2 separate regions of the Mus musculus genome follow, and region 1 is linked to region 2. Evidence: chromatin contacts called from public promoter capture Hi-C data. All regions are on one chromosome and are shown on one strand. The core of a region is the stretch at or near the end of the contact, and the rest is flanking DNA. Distances in the headings are between cores, read along the strand shown.

Region 1 (6,874 bases), core at 1,941-4,440, 2.9 Mb before region 2:
CTCCTTGGGTACTTTCTCTAGCTCCTTCATTGAGGGACCCGTGTTCCATCCAATAGATTACTGTGAGCATCCACTTCTGTATTTGCCGGGCACTCACAAGAGACAGCTATATCAGGGTCCTTTCAGCAAAATCTTGCTGGCAATAGTGTCTGTGTTTGGTGGCTGATTATGGGATGGATCCCCAGGTGGGGCAGTCTCTGGATGGTCCTTCCTTTTGTCTCAGCTCCAAACTTTGTCTCTGTAACTCCTTTCATGGGTATTTTGTTCCCTATTCTAAGGAGAAATGAAGTACCCACCCGTTGGTCTCCCTTCTTCTTGATTTTCTTGTGTTTTGTAAATTGTATCTTGGGTATTCTAAGTTTCTGGGCTAATATCCACTTATCAATGAGTGCATATCAAGTGAGTTCTTTTGTGATTGGGTTACCTCACTCAGGATGATATTCTCCAGATGCATCCATTTGCCTAAGAATTTCATAAATTCATTGTTTTTAATTGCTGAGTAGTACTCCATTGTGTAAATGTACCACATTTTCTGTATCCATTCTTCTGTTTAGGGACATCTGGGTTCTTTCCAGCTTCTGGCTATTATAAATAAAACTGCTATGAACATAGTGGAGCATGTGTCTTTATTACAAGTTGGAACATCTTCTGGATATATGCCCAGGAGAGGAATTGCTGGATCTTTCAGTAGTACTATGTCCAATTTTCTGAGGAACTGCCAGACTGATTTCCAGAGTGGTTGTACAAGCTTGCAATCCCACAAGCAATGGAGGAGTGTTCCTCTTTCTCCACATCCTCGCCAGCATCTGCTGTCACCTGAATTTTTGACCTTAGCCATTCTGACTGGTGTGAGGTGGAATTTTAGGGTTGTTTTGATTTGCATTTCCCTGATAATTAAGGATGTTCAACATTTTTTCAGGTGCTTCACAGCCATTTGAGAATTCTTTGTTTGGCTCTGTATCCTATTTTTTAATAGGGTTATTTGATTTTCTGGAGTCCATCTTCTTGAGTTCTTTATATATATTGAATATTAGTCCTCTATGTGATTTAGGATTGGTAAAGATCCTTTCCCAATCTGTTGGTGGCCCTTTTGTCTTATTGACAGTGCCTTTTGCCTTACAGAATCTTTGCAATTTTATGAGGTCCCATTTGTCAATTATTGATCTTACAGCACAAATCATTGCTGTTCTGTTTAGGAATTTTTCCCCTGTGCCCATATCTTCGAGGCTTTTCCCCACTTTCTCCTCTATAAGTTTCAGTGTCTCTGGTTTTATGTGGGGTTCCTTAATCCACTTGGACTTGACAAGGCGATAAGAATAGATCTATTTGTATTCTTCTACATGATAACTGCCAGTTGTGCCAGCAACATTTGTTGAAAATGCTGTCTTTTTTCCACTGGATGATTTTAGCTCCCTTGTCAAAGATCAAGTGACCATAGGTGTGTGGGTTCATCTCTGGGTCTTCAATTCTATTCCATTGGTCTACTTGTCTATCGCTATACCAGTACCATGCAGTTTTTATCACAATTGCTCTGTAGTAAAGCTTTAGGTCAGGCATGGTGATTCCACCAGTGGTTCTTTTATCATTGAGAAGAGTTTTTGCTATCCTAGGTTTTTTGTTATTCCAGATGAATCTGCTGATTGCCCTTTCTAATTCGTTGAAGAATTGAGTTGGAATTTTGATAGGGATTGCATTGAATCTGTAGATTGCTTTTGGCAAGATAGCCATCTTTACTATATTGATCTTGCCAATCCATGAGCATTGGAGATCTTTCCATCTTCTGAGATCTTTAATTTCCTTCTTCAGAGACTTGAAGTTCTTATCATACAGATCTTTCACTTCCTTAGTTAGAGTCACACCAAGGTATTTTATGTTATTTGTGACTATTGTGAAGGGTGTTGTTTCCCTAATTTCTTTCTCAGCCTGTTTATCCTTTTTGTAGAGAAAGGCCATTGATTGGAAAAAAAGAAACCCAAACAACTAGACTGTTATAATTGCTAAGTAGTGTGTTGTTTTGCAATTATGAAGTTTGAGAATTTTAGGTTAATTGTTCTGTTTCAAAATCATATTGAGTATTTGGGGTCATTTTGATGCAGTATAGATTTTAAAATGGATTTCGCTGAGGATAAGTTATACATAGGCAAGAGAAGAAGAAACAAAGACGGCAGAAATCTTTAGGAAAAACTTGCACCTGGAAAAATTAATAGGAAATGAGCAATCTGAAAAGGGGGTGTAATAGGTATTAGTCTGTTGCTATAGTAAAATATCAGGAACAATGGCAACACAAGGAAAGAATTTATTGGGATTTAAATTTCAGACAGTCCATATGACCTGGGAGGCATGGTGGTGAGTGCCCAGGGAAGGAAGCTGAGAGATCACATCTGTATCTGCAAATGTGAACCAGAGAGAGCAGTATGAGAACTGGACTGAGGGGATAAATGCTCACAGGCCACTTCCGGTGGTGCCACATCCCCTCCTGTGAGGCTGCACCACCTCCCTGAATAACACCACTGACTGGAGACCCAGCGTTCAAGCACCTGAACCCGTGGGAGAGATTTGTCACTCAGTCTCAGGAGGCAAAGGAGAACGAACCATTCTGAAAGTTGGAAAAAAGAGCGAGGCAGATTGAGAACAAGTCTCCACAATTAGCTATTCAAACAAGAGAGAAAGGAAGAGGAAAACGGAGAAAGAACACATTACATGAACCTTGAGACCATCGGTGACCTTTGCAGAGACTTTTCAGTGGAGTAAGTGAGAATGTGAGAGCATCAGAGAGTGGTGAGAGTGCTCTAAAGCAGGCTACAGAGCGCTGCACTGATGGGTTGGGCATGGGAACAGAAGCCCTTTTGGAGAAATAACAGCCACTTAACCTCCCCCTCCCCCCAGCTCCCTGCCCATCACATCCTGCAAAAGATCCCGATGGAAAGGGGGGGGGGGGGAAGGAAAGAAAGAAAAGAAAGAAAAGAAAAACCCCAGCAAAAACCAATCATTAGCGGCAGGGCAATTCTAGGGTGACTTGAAAGAGGTTGACAGTCACAAACTGGAAATTCTCTGACTTCTGAAGAAAGAACTCAAGCACCCACACCCATGACAGTGCCACAAAGCTGAGGTCCTGCTGACCCAAGTGACTTCTCGCCTTGCTATTGGCTGACACTGTTCATAAAACAGTGTTTGTTTCACTTTTGTTTTAAATAAACAAGCTGCATTCTATGGGGCGAGAAGCCTGGAGTCAGAGCAGACGCCAGGGCGACCGAAGGCAGAGGCACAGGTAGGTTTCCCTTTGTGTTCATTTGTTACTGAGAACTGTGCTTTGAGGATGAGTACAGGAATGGCATGTGGAAAGTAAGCTTAATTTGTTCAACTATCAGTGTTTGTTCTACCATCTTATGTGGTAAACTGGAAAAAGTACAAAAATATTGTAGACTGTAGAAAATACCACCACAAGGCTTGATTGTCAGTTGGGGTATTTCCTTCCTTTTTGAGGTGCATATAATTTTTAGCTTTCTCTCATAGTTGTATATATAAAATAAGAGCAGATATTATTTTTTTCCTTTAAAGCGTGCACTTTATCCACACTACCACGAATTCTATAAAATTGTAATTGTAAATTGCTATATGAGGCACTTCTTTTAGCATATAGATTTTACCATTTAGATTCTTTCCTATTTTGCATAGATTCGGTCATTTTATTCTGTAAGACCTTTTTCTACTCCGAAGCTTTGCTTTTGGAAGAGAGAAGAGTCCATCTGAGAAGGCATACTTCAGTGATTTGGTTCAGAGGTACACTGGGGAATTCACATGTGTGGAGGGCTGTGTGCTTGGAACCCATTCATTTGGGAACATCCATTGGCGATTTTTAGCTTGGGCTGCACCTCAGTCAGAAACACTTCATCTTAGGAGATTAGAAAACAACCCCTCAAAAACGGATTTTCTGGTATTGGCCAGTCTTTAATGTGTTTTTGTCTACTATTAATTCCCAGGTGATGTTAATGAATAGTCAGTTAAAAAAGTTAAATAAGCTGTTTGAATACTTTCTAGTCTTTTACATGTACCTGAGAGTAATATGAATGAAGAAATAAGAAGATGCAATCAAAGGCAAGTCTTTTTTTTTAACTCTGTAAATAGCTTATAGAGCTAATTTATGGGGCATATAAGAATTTTAGAAGTCTTTGTCATCTACCTTAACCACTTCAACCCTTGAGATGCGACCATACTCGGAAGCTTCAGTTCACTAATGCTTGAAGTAAGTAGATTTGTTTCCATGGCTTGGGAAGGTAGGAACTAGAGAAGCAGAGACTCTAGAAGGTTCTAAATATGTTACCATTAAGCTCACTGTGTGCTAGTACCTGTCAAGGCTGTCATATTTCTTTGGTTTCACAACCTTGTAAGGTCATTCAAGAGATGTGTGCCAAGTTACAAACATACCACAGGTATAGAAGATGGCTAAGACTGGATCTAATGTCTCACCCTGCTTTTCAAGAGAAATTGTTTTCACTGGATCCTTATCCCTCTAAGGAAAATATGGACTGAATTTATATAAGAGCTGTGTTCTGCTTTCTCCCCTAAGAAAGGATAGACAGATAAAGGGTAACTAATTAACCCAGGCTGAATCAGTCTTTCCTGAGCTTCCTACAGGAACATACTTGAACTTAATTTGATCAACAGCATGCCAGATGAATTTCTTCTTGTTTTCATTCCATGGAGAATAGTACCTCTTTAGCATCTTTGATACAAATAAGAATTTTTGTAGTATATTTGTATATAGAGACATGTATATATAATATATTTCTCATTTTGTAGATGGCAAAAACAAAGCCCTGGGGTCACAGGGTATTTCCCTAGGTAGAAGCAAATTGGCAAGCCCAGAGGATCTGGCTACATTCTTATAACCCAAATAATAACTATTTTAAGGAATTGATGAAATGAATTTTCTTTTATCTGCATGTTATTAGTTAAATGATGGCATTAATAGTATATCACTTGGAAAATAAAAGATGACTATGTCTCAGTGGCTAGTAAAAGCAGGATACAGAAAAGCAATGTAACATGCACCCTCTTTTATTAAAAATAGTTATCTGTATTTGAGGAAAGAGAAGAAGGAGTATATGTGCAGACCTGTCAGGTTGGTAAAAGTTGTCATTTACACACGACTCAGCTTGTTATCTTTTTCCTCACCTTAAGTACGTATAAAACCTAAAACAAAAACAAAAAGTAAATTAACAGAACTGGGTAGAATGGACTGCACCTTCTGTTTATTCTCCAGATAAAATGGCCTCCAGCTCCCTTTTCCAGTTGGCTGTAAGGCAGCCCTGTGCCCAGTTCTGAGTTTTGTCCATGTCTGTCACCCGTGGTGTCATGGTTGTGGCTAGCACAGACTAAGCCCTCAGTGTGTTAGGAACCTAGCCGGTCAGGCCACTCCCAACTTCTCCATTTATTCTCATCCCCTCAGCAGATAAGGGTTTTGAAATTGAGAGGGTGAAATATATAATATAATATACAGAATATAATATACAGAATATAAGTAGAGCTGAGACTTGAACTTGGGTCTCTTCTGACTCTTCTACCTGAGGCCTAAGAGGAACTACCTCCACTAAGCCACTTTTGTGGAGAGAGGATGATGGAGACTCCTTCCTATGTGTCAGAATCTCCTCACAAACTGTTAATAACTGAGGACCTCTCCTGCTTTCCTTGTTTGCCCTAAATGTCAGGCATTAAAGAGATGCTGGTCCCCTGAACTAAGCTTATGGGAGAAAAGACTCAGAAGGGATCATGCAGCTACTCAGAACTTTGTCTAATGCAGCATCAGCATCAGCATCAGCATCAGCATCAGCATCAGCATCAGCATCAGCATCAGCATCAGCATGCTGAGTAGCTCAAAGGAAGATGAGCATTTTTTAATGATTGCTCATCTTTGCTAGAGAGCCTGCTGAAATCCACTGTCCCGTGCATGCACCCCTGAGCACATGGACCCCTCTCTCCTTGTGCAGATGTGACTTTTGTGTGTTCTCGTCCACTGTACTGCATGAAGAGCCTGAGAACAGAGTCTTGGCATGCTACTCACTATGTGGGACTCCGTTGAGAAGAATGGGAAGGGTATAAACAAAGTTCACTCATAGATGTGGACTAGTCACAGCTGTTGACCTTGGCTTACTAAACTTCTATTCATTGACCCACGGAGAAGATGTAATAATATTGGACAACATCTAAAGGGAAACTCCCATTGGATTGATGACTGGGTGGTAGTATAGGCTGGTTTCTTTGACCCAAGGAGTCCATGAGGAGTGTTAGGTGTGAGCTAAACCTCCAAACTCAAAGGTCCATAGGAAGAGACAGTCCAGTTAGCAGAAGGTTTTGTATCTTTGGTATGAAGCCTAAGGTCCTTGAAGGAGATTGAAGTGGGGATGTTGGGGTGGGGGCATGGCTTGATTGGTAGTGTGCTTGCCTGGGATGCAGGAAGCCCAGAGGAGTTTGATCCTCAGTGCTGCATAAACTGGGTTATGGGGTACATGCCCGTCGTCCCACATTCAAAAGGAGGAGGAGACAGGAAGAGGATCAGGAGTTCTAGGTCACCTTTGGCCTGGGTAAATTGAAACACTATCTCAAAATAGATCGATAGATAAACAGGTTGGGAGCCAACCAGAAGAGGAGCAAGAAAGGAGAAGAGAGAAGTGGGAGAGAGAGAATCAGAGGCTGCCTATTCTGGAAACTTAAATATTAGTTAAACAGAGAAAATTTAAAAATTTAGAATTATTTCTTCTTTTGTTATTAAACCACAATTTTTTTTCTTGCAAGAAAAAAATATTTCCTACGTGAGTCTTCTTCAATGAGCCCGTTAGAGGCCACCTCTTCTGCACCCTGTCACAGAGAACAGTCA
Region 2 (7,410 bases), core at 3,553-6,052:
GATTTCAGGTACATGCCATTATGCCTGGCTACATAGCTCATTTAACCTGTCACCTCTCTCTCTCTCTCTCTCTCTCTCTCTCTCTCTCTCTCTCTCTCTCTTTGTGTGTGTGTGTATCATAGCTGCTAAACATCCACAGTGACAAAGCTGGCTTCTGGCATGTGGTTCATCTGGGCTGCTGTGGATCCACAGAGCCCAATCTGCTCCTCCAGCCCCCAGCACCCCGGTGGGTCCCCTCCGACACTTCTTGCCCCTATGCTGGCTATGAGATGACACTGGTCTGTTTGCCTGAAACCTGCTGTTTCTGTCTCTCTTTGGTACTGGGGATTAAACCTACAGCCTTTGACATGCTGAGCAAGTGTCCCACCATTCACTGATTTACATCCCCAGCACCCACTCATTAATTTTAATTAAGTAAAATATAATTAAAAATTGTATTTTTATTAACATATCGAAATCAGACAAATAAACACCATATTCACACTGCTGAAGTGACAAGTGCTAGTGTGTAGATTGAATATTTGTGAGCATACTCCTGCACAGTCAGTTTTCAAACTGCAATTCTTTTTGGGTACTGGGTTCTAACCCAGGTCATATAGATCAATTTAAATTGTGACACAATACATACATATATTATATACACATATACATATATTATTTATATATATATACACATATTACATTATTTATATAGATAGATAGATAATATAATAAACATGTATTCTGAGACCCTGTCTCAAAAAACAAGATGGGGGGCACCTGAGAAACAAGATTGACCTCTGGTGCATGCACACACACACACACACACACACACACAAATTGTAATAAAACTATTGGGAAGCTATCATCTAAGATGGCTTTCATGACTATATTTGTTCTCCTTTCGGAGCTTTGCAGGCTACAGCCACAATAATTTAAATCACTGCTTTTGCTATATTACCTCTTTGCTTAAAAGCCCTTAATTTTCCAAAGGCCAGGCTCAATTTCAACTCCTCAGCAGGGCACTGACAACAGTACAAAAAGTGGCTCCGAAGCTGAGTGCCAAGGCCTAACCATAGAGCTTCTGCCTGGCCAGTATGTACTGTGCTGGCCTCCCTGCCGACTGGCCGTACAGACCCCACCATGCACTCTTTCCAATCACTTTTCCCACATGCTTCTTTTCACCTGCATCTCATTCTCAGTTCTCCATGGAAACAGTAGGCACTTGCTAGGTCAAAGTTAAATTAAAATCTGCTTGGAATCATTCCTGACATCTTCCTGACATGTATTTCCAGTACTTTCCAGGCACTTGCTAAAGGCAAGTGTTGACTCTTGCAGCCTTCCAAATGTCCCTTAGCATTCGGTACCTTTGTAATGTTTAACAGCACTTAATCAACAAATATTGGTTGAATATCATCTTTGTGCGTCAGCTCCATAAAAATCAGAACTGAAAAAGGCCTTAAGGTGAAGACACCTAACTTACCAGATACCCTACCTGTGGGGTATCAATTGTTCACTTGCAAACACACTGCACACTCTGTCTGAGGAATATCAATATCTAAGAAGATTGCGAGTGAGAGAAAGCCTAAATGTCAGGAAGGGGCACACAGTCCTCACGTGGCCCAGCGGACTTCTGTGGCAGGGCATCTCCTGAGATTATCTATCTGGTCCATGTTACAGAGGGAGAAAACAAGACCTGGGAAGGCTGACCAGCCACCCTGTGAGCAACAGAACCTGGACTTGAGTGGAGTACTTGGTTTCCTAGTCCAACGTTATCTCTATTACCTTTAATTCCTTTCCTTCTCAAATGACACCTCAGCACCCCACCCCTGTCCTGTCATTTAAACCTCAGATTATGGAGGTCCATGGATCCAGGGAAAGCTATAATTCTTTGAGACAGCCGAGATTAAAGTCACTGTTCTTCTTTGGTTTTGATACAAGGTCTCACTGTGTATCTCTGATTGGTCTAGAAGTTACTTTGTAGACCAGTTTGGCCTTAATCCCTGGTGCTAGAATTAAAGGTGTGTACCACCATGCCCGGCAATTACCTTTAGTTGTAGTTCATTTTCACAACATACTGCACTGAATACACAGTTATGCAGAAACAGGTGGAGCAGGGGTGAGGACAAAGTGGGGAGCGTGTGATTTGGGGCCAAGAGGTGGACTAGTGCTCTGAGAGGCAAATATCCAATGCTTCCTTCCAAATCGGGCAGACCACTGAGTTGCCTTGCTGGAAGGCTAATGGGTAGGTGGGTGGTGGTAGTGCAGGTACTCACTAAATAAACAGGGGTTATGCAGGCTGCCTGCACAGTGAAAGAAACAAACAAAGACCTCTTACTCTTCCTGCAAAGTCCACAGTGTGCAAAGGGCATCAATATTGGACATTTCTCACTGTGACATTTTGAAAGGACAGCCTAGTCCAGAACAATGGATACCCTTTGGGCACCACGGACCACAGCAGCCTCAGGCCTTATTTAACTAGGCTTGGCCTAGTCCATGTACTTGGTGAACTTGACCTTGGGCATCAGCCTCCCATGATGGCTCTACGTCACTCTGGTCTCTTCCCCTAGTGAAAATTCCAATCTCAGATGAATGGATGGATTCATTCTGGGAGCAGAAAAACCACGCTGCGAGTGAGTCAGAAGGACCCAACTCTCGTTCCCCTGCCAGCCATTGAGCTAGGAACTGAGTGCGATTGTGTGCCCAGGCACGGGCGTTGGTCCCCTCTCTGGGAGAGAGGGTCAGGGTCCACGCAAGAGATGACGTAGAAGCCCTCGAAGCAGGAAGAGAAATGGATCTCTTCCTTCAGGGACAAAGCCATGCTTTTGGTTGTGACCCTCCGTCCAAAGAGGCACTAAGATGTGCTTGTACTGGCCAAGTAGTTCATGACAACCTCAGCCCTGTTAGTGGCTGCCAATTCCAAGTCTCTCCAACCTGATGGGCTTTGTTGGAAAATGGTTTGGAAAAAAAAATGCTAGTTTTCAAGAAAAGGAGGAGGAAGAGGAGGAGAAGGAAGAAGAGGAGGAGGAAGAGGAGGAGGAGCCCATTCAGAGAACCAACACCTCTAGTGGCCTCTGTTCCACTTATTCTATTTTTTTTTTTTAAAATAGAAATGTCAGTCTAAACGGAAAGCACCTATACTTTCTTTTTTATTTTTAAAAATTAGGCAAGAGAGATTCAAAGATTCAAGGTGCATAAACCAAGATGACTTCTAGCATCATGAAGCTGGAGGTACACAGACTGATGCTTAAAAGAAACGACTCTGCTTCAGGAGATTTCCCTTTAGCAAAGGGAACTGAGGAAGTGCCCCTTGACCTGTCACTAGCTAAGCTGTAACAAGATGGGGAAGTTAGCTTTTAGGGGTTCCAGCTTTCTGTGGGCCTCTTGGAGGAAGAGGTTGAGGGGAAATGAGTATCTCCTGCTGAGGCTTATTAGAGCTTCGCGGGTGTGTGTGTGTGTGTGTGTGTGTGTGTGTTCTGTTCCCTGCTTCTCCAGCTGTCTGACATTTGTCCACCAATTAACCTCAGTCTGAGAAGCAGGTGGAGGAAGGGGCAGAAGTGGTTTACACTGTACATTAGAAAGCTATCCTTGACATTGACTGACATTAGCTGCTTGTGGCGAAAGCTTGGTCTCCACTGGTGGTCAAGTGTGAAAGCCTTCTCAGAGGGTGTCTAGCTAATTTCATTCATTCATAGCTGATTATCATGCACTTATTTTGCATAACAGACTGGGCTCTGAGCAAGTCCAGCCCCCTACATTAATGCACCTTGGGATCTAAAGAGGGCTGATTAATCTCATACTTCCTTGGAGGCCAATTTATTCATACAAATGCATTGTAAACAGTTAGGAGTTTGAGTGGGGACCATGGACACACAGGCTCTTGGGCCTAATGGTAAAGACATTGACAGCCTTTAAAGAAGCCCTAGGAAGACAGAAAATTTATGACTTTTCATCTGCACGTAAAAACAAAAACAAAAACCCCAGAGCAACAATTAAGGACCAGCTTTTGGGGAAAGAGGACCTTCCACATTAGGCTAATCACAAACAGGAAGTATCCACCGTGAGCTCCCCCCACCCCCATCTGCAGCTGTGACATTCCAGCTCTATGGCTCCTTGGTTTGACGATCCCCATAAAGTTTAAGCTATGTCTATCTTAGAGAGAGGGCAGTGGGGTCACAGCCCTGGAAAGATTCAAACAGTCCAATCACACATTAAATGTGTGTGTGTGTGTGTGTGTGTGTGTGTGTGTGTGTGGTGCAATTCTGATCCTTCCCATGTGAGAATCAACTTTTACATTTTTAAAAAGAATTTCGTCTTTTGAGGCACTGTTAGGTGATGTTATTCCAGTTGTCTGAAAGCAGCTGGATTTTGGTCACAGAACTGTGCCTAGTCTGCCTCAATGAGCAACACAGCTCCGGAGCAGATAAGCGCGGTGTAGAGATGCCCACGGGAGCGAAGGAGGACACTGACTCCACCTCAATGGATAGCTGAGAGAAGAGGGAAGAGGGACTCCTCACGCCAAGGAGGTGAAAGGAAATGCGATGGGAGAAAGGGCAGGCAACAGGGATCAGACGCGGGTCCAAGGCTAAGGGATCCTCCTCGGGAGTCTGGCCGAGAGATGGAGCCTCCGGGAGAGCACCGAGGAGGCTCCCGGAACCGCTTAGGAGCAGGGCTGTCGGGCCGCCCTGGCTCCAGCCGACGCCACCCGGCCTCACTCACCAGCTCATGGTCCTAAACCCACGCCGACTGCCGGGGTCCTCGGTAGAAAAGTAGGTTCTCGAGGATCACTTCCGGATTCGGCCAGTCTCCAGGAAGTGATGAGGGACACGCCCCCTTATGCCCGGAAGAGGCGGGAGGGAGGCGGGCCCACGCGTTAACACTTTGTTCTCTTGTTGTTTGAGGCGGACTTTCTTTGCGGGACGTGGTTGCGCTCCGGCCCTGCTTTTAAGGCTCTGTGCGTAGAACCCATCACGGGCTGCAGTTTCTGTCTGATATGGGGTTTCTAACTCGGAGACACAAGCGGCGACAGGGGAAGGAGCTAGAGGAGACACAGTAGACGGGAAGCTTGCGCTTTGCTCTACACACTTTCGTATTGAAAATGTTGCATGTCTCACCTACATCACCTGGGTCCCCTCCCCCCTCTTCAAGAAGGTTCGGGGTTCGAATGGAAACAGAGTTAAGTGCTTTTCAGGGTGGACTAGTCTGTGAAGCTATTCAATGAGGGAAGATTCAGAAAGCCCGGTGTGATGACAGACAGGTATCTGCAATCCCCGAATTCTGGAGGTTGAGGCAGGGAGAGGTCATGAGTTCGAGGCTAATGTTGACAACATGGCCCATCTGGGCTTCACAATCAATCCAGTCTTAAGAGAAAACAATACACCAAAGCCTAGCAAACAAAACAACAACAACAGGAGTAGAAGGCCTCGGCAATGTTAGGAAAAATCCTAACAAGTTGCTGGACAGGCTGTTAGGGGCCCCTGGAGCTGTGCATGGGGTTTTAGAAGAATAAGATCTAAGCAAACAGCTTGCATTGGGCCTCAGAATTCAGAGCCCCAGTGTACCACAAACTACCTAGAGTTATACGCTGAACCGAGTTTCTCTGCCCAAGTTCCTGCTTTAGAAGCCAGAAACTCAAGCAGAGAGAACCGTTCCAATCCTCTCTCCTGACCTCTCTAGGACTTCGCTTTCTTCAAATGTACCTGGAGGGTTGTAGGCACAGCCAGGGGAGCAGCTAAGTCCCTATGACCTAGAGCAGAGGTATATACAACGTGTCCCAAATTCCCAGGGCCCAGGGGCTCAGAGGAGGAGGAACAAGGGATGGCTTTTAGTTTTAAAAAGGCTTTCCAATAGGAGGTGGCTCCCTCAAGACATGTCACAGACCATCACCATGCTATTTCTTCAGGAAATAAGTAAGCAGGAGCAAAGGAGTGGTCTTGAAGAGAATAGAAGACCCAGAATCCTTGACAAACAGCTGAGGCAGAGAGCATGGGTTGGGAGAGTCTTGCAGCTTTGTATGGGGTGAGATGAATGGAAACACTGTGTGATTGTGAGTCTCTTGGTGTTCCAGCACTTGTGGATGGCTCTGCCCCATTTCCCCCTGCCCCATACTCAGCCTCCCTCAGACATCGTCTGTGGTGAGCAATATTTTCAAAAGTTCTAGCCTAGGACTGTGTATATCGAGAGAAGTCTGTTTGGGGGCTGTTGGTTGGAGTAGCTGACACATTTTGCAGGACAAGAATGGATGAGATCTGGACCAAGGGAAGAACTCAGGGCTCTAGTCCCATCTTTGGCAGCATGATCAATTTCACAAAAATCATGTCCCTTCTCTGGGCCTTGACTCCTCATCTATCAGAAGTGGGGATGGATAATACTGCTGATGAATCCCCTCTCAGTCAATTTCCAAGTGCACTGTTATATTAGTTCTCAACCTCCCTAGAGCTTCAACCCTTTAATATAGTTCCTCACGTTTTGGTGACCCCCAACCATAAAATTATCTTTGTTGCTATTTCAAAACTGTAATTTTGCTACTGTTATGAATTGTAATGTGAATGTCTGATGTGCAGGACCTGTAAACGGGTCATGACCCATCATAGCTTGAGAACCACTGATCTAGAGGCTCTTGGGAAATGGGACAGAGAAGAAAGACCTTGGAACAGAGAGGCAAGCCCAGAGAAACGAGCAGGTCTGAGCAATTGTTGATGTCTGAGGGTGAAGCTAAATCTGAATCTTCAGGGAGAGCTGAGGCCTAACTGGGGCTGTTTGTTTATTGCCCACCTCAGACTTTAACATAATCAGCAGGGTCTTCTAGGATACTGGGGAGAATGCTGGCTTCCTAGGGTTTGCCTGGGAAGTGTCTGGAGGTCTCTGAGGTTAACATAGCCTTCCTTCCTTTCAGCAAGTAGGGCCTTAGGTTTAGGGTTGTGTATACCTTGAAGCTTCTCTCTGTGAACTTCCCTGTGAGGTAGCATGCACACATCTAGCATACATGGTCTGCAGGACTGGAAGCTATATCTTGCCTTTCTATAACCAAAGGGCAGTACAATGCAGGCTGATCATGCCTCTTTGGGGATGGAAAGGAACAGGGTCAGTTTAGAAGTAGAGGCTGGGAGTTGGAAGGGCTTCAGGTAGAGGTGATGCTCCCGACTGCAAGCCTAGTTAGTAATCATTGCTTCTTCCCCAGATGGCAGATGGCAGGGGTCTATTTGATGAACAAAGCTATTGAAGAACTGATCTACTGTTCCCCTGACCTCTTCCCCAGAGTCTTTAACTCAGAAACTTATGCACAAATGCTCCCCATGGGGCCTTGTCTCAGAATATGTTACATCTTGCTTTGTCCCAGGCTTTCCCATATGAAGTTTAGGGCTGGCTAACTCTTTCAGGAAGCCCTGAGAGGCTCCTGAAATAGACCAAGATCCAGACTTTCAATGTTCT

What was found. Promoter capture Hi-C pulls out the DNA fragments that hold promoters and counts their contacts.
Region 1: a promoter capture Hi-C map of pre-B cells shows a contact between it and region 2, with 2.4 times the contacts expected there. The contact joins the promoter of Cysltr2 here to the promoter of Bin3 in region 2.

What each region holds. Positions count from the first base shown.
Region 1 is chr14:73,045,430-73,052,303 of GRCm38.p6, reverse strand. Cysltr2 (cysteinyl leukotriene receptor 2) reads left to right here and starts at 3,190. Exons shown (of 5, transcript NM_001162412.1): 1 at 3,190-3,268; 2 at 3,676-3,780.
Region 2 is chr14:70,097,485-70,104,894 of GRCm38.p6, reverse strand. It overlaps Bin3 (bridging integrator 3), which reads right to left and starts at 4,802. Exons shown (of 9, transcript NM_021328.4): 1 at 4,699-4,802. The coding sequence starts at 4,706.